3 separate regions of the Zea mays genome follow, and regions 2 and 3 are each linked to region 1. A link is a contact called in public Hi-C data. All regions are on one chromosome and are shown on one strand. Each heading gives the region's core, a stretch centred on a gene start, on an enhancer-like site or on the middle of the called end of the contact. The rest is flanking DNA. Distances are from core to core; before and after follow the strand shown.

The links. Hi-C and Micro-C count contacts between places; a contact is called where the count stands out from the background.
Region 2: a Hi-C map of ear shows a contact between it and region 1, with 3 times the contacts expected there. The contact joins the promoter of LOC100192068 here to the promoter of LOC100217101 in region 1. A contact is called at or near these places in 3 of 25 Hi-C or Micro-C datasets (ear, endosperm and tassel).
Region 3: a Hi-C map of ear shows a contact between it and region 1, with 2.5 times the contacts expected there. The contact joins the promoter of LOC100277516 here to the promoter of LOC100217101 in region 1. A contact is called at or near these places in 3 of 25 Hi-C or Micro-C datasets (ear, leaf and tassel).

What each region holds. Positions count from the first base shown.
Region 1 is chr1:108,304,717-108,307,411 of Zm-B73-REFERENCE-NAM-5.0, forward strand. LOC100217101 reads right to left here and starts at 1,372. Exons shown (of 6, transcript NM_001366113.1): 1 at 879-1,372. The coding sequence starts at 1,328.
Region 2 is chr1:108,493,415-108,496,109 of Zm-B73-REFERENCE-NAM-5.0, forward strand. LOC100192068 reads right to left here and starts at 1,377. Exons shown (of 6, transcript NM_001294310.1): 1 at 1,055-1,377; 2 at 228-318; 3 at 1-80. The coding sequence starts at 1,111.
Region 3 is chr1:108,128,704-108,131,398 of Zm-B73-REFERENCE-NAM-5.0, forward strand. It overlaps LOC100277516 (plastid transcriptionally active 18), which reads right to left and starts at 1,326. Exons shown (of 1, transcript NM_001151050.1): 1 at 545-1,326. The coding sequence starts at 1,254. The coding sequence ends at 775. LOC100191396 (putative RING/U-box superfamily protein) reads left to right here. Exons shown (of 1, transcript NM_001136830.1): 1 at 1-385. The coding sequence ends at 182.

The sequences.
Region 1 (2,695 bases), core at 122-2,621:
GCACGCACAAGCATTGCTGCCTCAGCATCCCGTGCCATACAATGCCCTCTACCAACCATTCGAACGTCGTGGCACTTGAATCAATCCCACCCATGAACATATTTTTAAACATATCCTGTGCCACCCCTACCTCCCCAGATTAGCAATACCCACTAATCATTGTGTTGTACGCAGTTATATCAGGCTGGACCCCTTCCTGAATCATCTCATCCCATAGTGTTCGTGCTTTCTCCACATGCTCTCCATTCAAGTACCCAGACATCCTGATGTTGTAGGTGCACACGTTGTGCTTGCAGGAATATTTGTCCATTTCCTGGAGCACAATCTTGAATTCATCACACTTGCCATCACGGTGAAAAGCAAGGAGGAGGGAATTGAAGGTGTGAAGAGTCGGCAGGAGGAGGTGATTGCTCCGTGGACTTGGATGCGTGTAGATTTGATGATACATGTCAAGGGCTGCAGTGGCGGAAGGGAGTGGACAAAGAAGAGCCACCGCAGTGGAGGGGAGCAGCCGTGCGCCGGCAGCGAGGATGCGGCGGGCGACGAAGGCCGCAGCGAGGACGTCGTGGGGGGGGGGGGGGGGGGGGGGGGGGGGGGGGAGCAGAGGTAGGCAAGGAGGAGGAGCTCGAAGACGAATGGGGTAGAGCCAAAGCAGCGATAGGTGGTAGCGAGGGCATTGAAGATCTGGGCCGGTGAGAAGTGGTGGAAGGCAGAGCCAAGGATGGCACTAAACTACTCAAAACGCGGATGAAGCCTGATTAGCACTAAACTACTCAAAACGCGTCGAGAACCCGTACCCGTCGCACTTCCGAGCGAAAGACGACGCAGCACTCCCTCTAACACTGGAGGCGAAATCGCAGGGCGGACGGATTCCTCACCTTCTCGTCCATGGCGCGGCACTTGGACTGCACGTAGGCGTCGGGGTCAAAGTTGTCAGTCTTGATTATCTTGAGCTTGTCCGCGAGCTGCACCCCACCGTCGCTGCCTCCCGTGCCGGCCATAGCGTTCACCGGGAACACTCCGAAGTGGCCGGCGGGTCGTGACCTCGACGACATGGCGGACGCCATCGGACCGGGAGAAACCCTACCCGCAGGCACATAGTGCTGGCGTGCTCCCCTCCCCTCCCCCGTTCGGGAGGTGCAGAAGCTTCGCCCAGTGGATTTCTCGCTTTGGTTGGGCGGCGAGACGTTGGGCGGTGACTCGGGGAGGCCGAATCCGCCTCCAGGTGGCCATGGAGGCGAGCAGGGAGGGTGGGCCATGGGAGCGGCGGCGGTGTGAGGAGGAGAGTCGGGGGAGGTTGGACGGCGGCGTGGGAAGGCCGGAGCCATTGCCGACGACGGCACAGATGAAGCTTGATTGAGGATCTGTCGAGGAAGAGGGGAGTGGAGAGAGGAGCAGTTGTGATCGAGGGACGAAGGAGGCTTGAAGCGGAGGCGACGAGGCGGACGGTGATTATTTGATGCATATAGATGGACGGTGTAGATTGGCTAGAGGTAGAACCAGCGTCGACTATGGGCCTTGTCTGGGCCACAAGCAGATGGGCCTCCCAGGAAGCGTGTAATTTGTATTGGCAAGCTAAAAATAGTACTGTATTGTTCACTAAACTGTGCACACACCTGTTTATAAGGTCTAGTGCGCACATAACATGTGTAGTCTTGGTTGGTCGTGAGCTTTGACCCACGCTGCTAGCTTTTTTGGTAAAAATTTGGTCGCGCACAGTTGGGAAACGGAAACGGGTCACATGCGCGGGACACAGTTGGGAATGGGAATGAAGACGGTGCATGAGTATGGGAATGGCAGAACCAGGAATGGCAGCCTACCCCTTACCGTCTTAATAGTAGTAAAGATTAATATTAAAGAAGTTAATCCAATAGACATAGATTAATCTAATTAGTTACCTAATTATAAAATTATGGGATAACATATAATCAATGTTGCTACTGCGTAGTAAATATTTATACGAAGCTAATGCAACTAGAACGAGTCAATTCAGAATTAAAACGGAGGAGTTATGAATTTCCAAACTTATTAAGTGCTTATTATAGAATAAATCCAAAGAATAATTTTAATTCAAGTTTCATGGCTAAACAAAGGTACTATATGATGAACAATATTAAAACAAAATTATTGCCACTGAAATGGGTCAATTCGGAGTTAAAATGAATTAAATATGAATTATACAAGTTTCCGAAATTATTTTTATTCTAAAAATCTTTTTCTGAGTTATTTTATTATTTCTGGATAACCTATGGACTGCGGACACAAAATCCAGAGAGTTCGGGGTCCAACTCATAAATTTCAGGACCTGTTCGTATTTTCTGTTGAACTAAAGTGGACTGCGGGTTATTTTCAATTAAAGTCAGGGTCTCTTTAGCGATTTTGCCAGGCCGAAGGGGTACAGGTGAGTTAGGGCCATCCGATCAAACTCTGATGGCACAAATTAGAAGTTATATATGCTGAACTGATATGCAATTTGAGCCGCAGGATACGTGATCCATGGCTCCCGATCGGCCGTAACCCCATAAGTCTGGATTCAACCATAACTGCATGATTCTGATCAGACGAACCCACGAATCGGTAACGGTTCGTTTTAATCACGACCGCTCGATTCCGGATCAAGGGCCCAGATCAACCCGCGACTGGATGAAATCTCACCCACACACCACAGATCCAACAGCCCAAGCCTATCCTCATG
Region 2 (2,695 bases), core at 127-2,626, 190 kb after region 1:
GGGCCTGAGCTTCTCCTGGCCACCAACATCCCACACGGTGAACACTACATTCTTGTATTGAACCTTCTCAACATTGAAACCTACAATGTGATAAAGTGCATGCTGTCACTAAACATATGAACGGACGAATCAATTGCATGGCAGGTGCAGAGTTGGACAACTGTAATTAGCAATGGTTGAAACCAAAAGTTATGAAATGCACAAGCAGATAGGTGGTACAATCGGACCTATGGTAGGGACAGTGGAGAGAACTTCACCAATGTGAAGCTTATAGAGTATGGTGGTTTTCCCAGCTGCATCCAACCCAAGCATCACCACCTGAGGAAAAAAATAAGAGGCCAATCTATTAGAGGCATGTTCAGCTTAAAACGGATACTGGTTCTAATCTCCGATGATATAAAAAAAGAAGACTAAACATGTAAGGACAACCAAAAATCATCGTTAAGAAGACATGAGACATGATTGGAACACAGCCTGCCCTGCACTTGAATTGGCATCATGCTGTACACACTATGGCAACACCTAGTCCAGAAAATGAGTGAAGTAATAATACATCAATATATCATTTTACCCAGGTACAATTTGATCTTGTGTATGAAAGATCCAGCACGCTGTGGTTGGTAACACATTATTTAACTCTCTTTGGATGACTGGCAGCACGATGCAGAGATTGTTGTCGTTATAAATGATCCACTACTAGTAGATTACAAGAAATCAAATCTATAACCGTCTGAAACAGGTAAGGTTACCACAGGGCACTATAGCTGTATGTCTGGCTAGCATCATGACTCATTATTTCCCTGCTCTTGGATGTTAGTGATTGGTAGCCAAAACAGTGCTGGCAGATTGTTGACGGATCACATGACTCTAACCATTCAGTAGTAACTGAAATCAATGCCAAGAGAAATGGAGATAGGAGTGCGACAAGGCCACCAGCCACCACCGCCCTTGTGATTTGTGAACGGATCGGTTTATCGAGGAGCCCGATTCATTGCAGTATCCTGTCGAGATGGGAAGGGAGCGAGGGGAAACAGGAAGGAAGGAGACAGCGTACCCGCATCTCCTTGTTGCCGAAGAAGGCATCAAACAGCTTTCGGAAGGCCTGCCCCATCTCTTGACCTTGCCCCTCGATCCAACCGGATCTGGGAGGCCGCCGCGGGGAGAGAAGCGATGAGCAAGCGGCGCAGGCGGGGCGGGGAGGGCGGCACCTCGGAGGCAAGGTTCTAGAAGGTCGGAGGTCGGGCGGGCGAGCTAGGTTTCGGAAAAAGGATCGGCGGCAAGACGACGAGAGGTAGGGTGCGGTGCGGCCGTGGAAACCAGGACGGCGGATTCGCGCTGGCCTCACCTGCCTGGACCCCAGAGCGGCGAGGTCCACTGGATGCGATGCGATGCCGCATCGAGCGATCTGGACCGTCCTGTCTGTGTTCGCAAAGCGTGCGCGCGCACCGCCGGCCTAATTTCTGCTTGCCAAATTGGCAACTTTCGCGTTAGTTGCCCAGTTGCCCTGCATGGATACATGGTCAACATGGATAACTTTAGTTGATGCTCTGATGTTTGGTTATTAATTTGAATTATTAAATAAATTTAATATTCTAATTATAATATTAATATATCTATCTCTACTATATTAAAGCATCAGTTTCAACGATCATGTCACGCCATATTTTTATAAAGAATCCATTGTATTCATCTTTTTATAAATAATCTCTTGTATTTCTTCAAAATTAACTCGCGGTCCCAGATCATATCTCATCTATATCCTATTTGTTCGCACAGCATCATTCTCGTAGTTGTCGCTCTAGCAACAAACCCTGTCCATTTTGCAACATCTCCGCTCGCTTTTTTCGTCGTAGCGCATTGAATTTTAAGTGAAACAAACTATGCAATTGGAAATGAGTATAAGGCTCTATAAAAACGGAATATTTTTATTGTTTGATATGATACTCTAAAGACAAGAGCAAGTATGTATTTTCAATGAGCATGTTAAGCATTAGAGGATAAACTTGTTGTATTTGGTATTTCAAGAATGATCTTGTTAGGGTACTTGTGCTTTTCTATGTCTTACCAGTTCAATATATAGTATATGAACAATATGTTCACTTTGACATTAAATATATTTATTATGTTATTTTTATGTGGATGGTCCATTAAGACTCTCAAGTGTCACTTAGTCATCAATCAATATCATCAAATATGGTTGGGTACCATCGCAACGCACGGGGATTAGACTAGTTCTAATTATAAAGCTAATTATATAGATTAAGGACATGTCTGAAACCTATAGAGCTAATAATTAGCCAGTTAATATATTAATGAACTAATTGTTAGCTGTGAGATAACTAACAATTAGTTAAGGTATTAGTTGAGGATGTTTGGAACCTCTACAAGTAATTTTAGCAGCTAACTATTACCTCAAGACGTTCAAACATTGCCTAAGACTAAACGATAAGACAAACCTATTAATTCTAATTAGTCTATGATTTGATAAGTGATGTTATATTAAACATTTGTTAATCATAGATTAAATAGCCTTAATAAATTCTTATGTTCGTTTAATCTTTGTCTCTATAATTAGTTTTATAATTAAACTATAATTAATACTCGTAATTGATACTCAAATATTTGATGTGACACATAATAAATAACTTTAGCTAAAAGAACCAAACAACTACTTAGTTGGTCCTACATGATTGAT
Region 3 (2,695 bases), core at 76-2,575, 180 kb before region 1:
CTGCTTTTCGGCCCAACGGTGGCTGGACTGGGAGAAGAGGAAGAAGCAACCTGAACTCGAATTCAGGTGGTGGAAGCAACCTGAACTCAAACTCAGGTGGTGGAAGCAACATGAACTCGAATTCAGGTGGTGGAAGAGGAGGGATTCAGGGTACCAGAAGACAGAGGACAAATTACAACTGATAGTGATGTTGGGACATGCTTCGAAATAGGAGCGATAACTGATGAGATAAACAAACTTAATCCTTTGTCTTCCATTTTTTTTCTTTGTTTCTCTCGTATTATTAATCCTTTTGTAGCCTGTGGCTATTGGCACCTTGTCAAACATCTTCTCTCCGTTTCCCCTGAATTGTTATGCCTGGTTAATGTTACTTATTTTTAGTACCATCATCCACAAAGTATCTGTTAAATATAGTATTCTGGTTAAGTTGCTGAACTCCGCGGGTGCAGGCAAAAAAATTGATGCTGGCGGCAGTGCTGAAACTGTCTAAGCAATTGTATCAAGAAGCATGAGTATTCAAATATTTGTAGTATGCTATAATGTTGGAATTAAGAAACAGTTTATTTCTCTTGCACGCGTATCATAGCCAATTTAGAAGTTTGGAGGAACTAATAAGTTATATAATAAAATTCGCAAACATTGGAATGATTGGTTTATTTCGGTGCCTGACTACGCCACACCAATACATTACAGAGGAACATTACAACGCATGCATTGCCGGTAGATGGATACTCTAGGGTCTAGGCAAAGCTGCTTGAAATGCAGATGTACTAACTAGTTGTCGTCTCCGTAGGCGAGAAACCGGTAGCGCTCCTCGTACGGGCCGTCGAAGTAGAGGTCGGCCTCGAACCAGCGCGGGTACCTGACCAGATCCCCGGCCACGAAGTGCATGTAGTCGTCGCCGTGGACAGCGCCGGCGGGGATGACCTTCACCTCCCCGGACACGATGTACACGAGCTGGTCGACCTGCCAGTCCCACGGCATCCGGCACCGGCCACCCGTGCGCCACGACGACCACGTCTCCATGACCCGCAGCGCCTCCATCCGTGCCCGCGCCACCTCGCCTCGCTCCACGCGCACCTTGTACACGTCCTCCATGGGACGCCCCAGCAGCGCGCCGCCACCGCCTGCTGCCGCCGCCGCTCGTATCCTTACACCTCTTCGGCTACTGATGCTAGGAAGACTAGGAGGCAGCCTGTGCGCCGCGGGGAGCACGAGATGGAACCCGCCGGTACTGGCGGCGGCGGGCCTCATCGCGGGTACCCTATCCGTCTCCTATCCTTTCCTCTTCGGCTTGGGCTTTGGGTTGGGTTTGGCCTCCGTCCCTGTCCTGTCTGTTTCCCGAGTAGAGAACAAGAAATACGTAGGCCACCGGCGGCCCTGCTTGTCAGTGAAGTATTTTCTCTTTTTTTATAGAATATTATAGTATTGAAGATACTGTAGTATTTTTTTCTTATACAGTGTTTGGTAGTTTTTTTAAAAAAACTCTGTTTTCAAAACTGTAGTTTTGACTAAAATGCAGTACTTTCACAATTTTGTAAATATAGCTTCTGACCAAAGATTTTAATGCTACGGTAAAAAATTGTGGGTATGTATTGGCATTTTAAAACTATTGTATTACAAAACTGTAGTTTTCAAATACTTTATTCCCAAACATGGCCTTATCCTCTATTCCTCATATCCATGCTCTGCTTAGAGATGGCAACGAGACATGGTGGAGCTGACGTGAGAACTAGCCCTCTATTCCCGACCCGAACCGATTCCCCGTTCCTGCCTCGATATACTTAGGGCTTAGGGGCAGAGCTATAGCTTAGCACCAGTGTTAGCTGACACCAAGGGATTTCAAAATTTCTAGTATAAAATATTGTTTAAACATTGTGTGCTTAATGATGCTGACACCAGCGAATGTGGAGGCTGGCTTCGCCCCTGCTTAGGGGCTACTTTCGAAACTCAAAATCTTTCTTTGATTAAAAATTGCCAAACATGAACTAATTTTCTACCTTCAATCCCCTTTAATCCACTCCAAACCGAACAATGTTTAGGACCTCGGTTAGGGGTACATTTAGGGGATTGGAGGGGATTAAATCCCTTGCTATTTAAAATTGAAAAGAAGATTTAATCCCCTTTGATCCTCATGCAATCGAACAAGGCCTTAACGGGGACAAACACATCCCTATCCCAACACATCTTTGTTCCCTATTTGGGGATTGAACACTGAAGCACAAAAATCTCTTTATGATACAAACACAATTAGGGCACCAAATGCGTGATAACAACTATCGATATATCAATCATTAAGAGACAACAAAGATAAAAAAACATCATCATATATATGGTTTACTTATATATAATCTATTTATCACCTTAGGTGATAAACCAACAGCTGATCAGCTGAGTCCAAATAGACCCAACCGGTTCAACCAACCAACCAACTCGAGTGCGGTCTGGCTCAACCAACAACATGTGGGTGGTTAATGTGTTACCCGACGCGCTAAAAACCGTACCTGGAATGGCTAATTGAAACGTGCGATCGTTTGTTTGTTTTGCCCTCTAGTGGTTTTGCCATCGCGCGCTCTCCCACTCTCTTTGCGATCCTTGTCAGCGACAGAGTAGCTTTCGATGGGGATCTCGGGCGACGTGACTGAACAACGAGACTGATTCATCACGATGTGGAAGGTGAGTAATGTGATAGTTT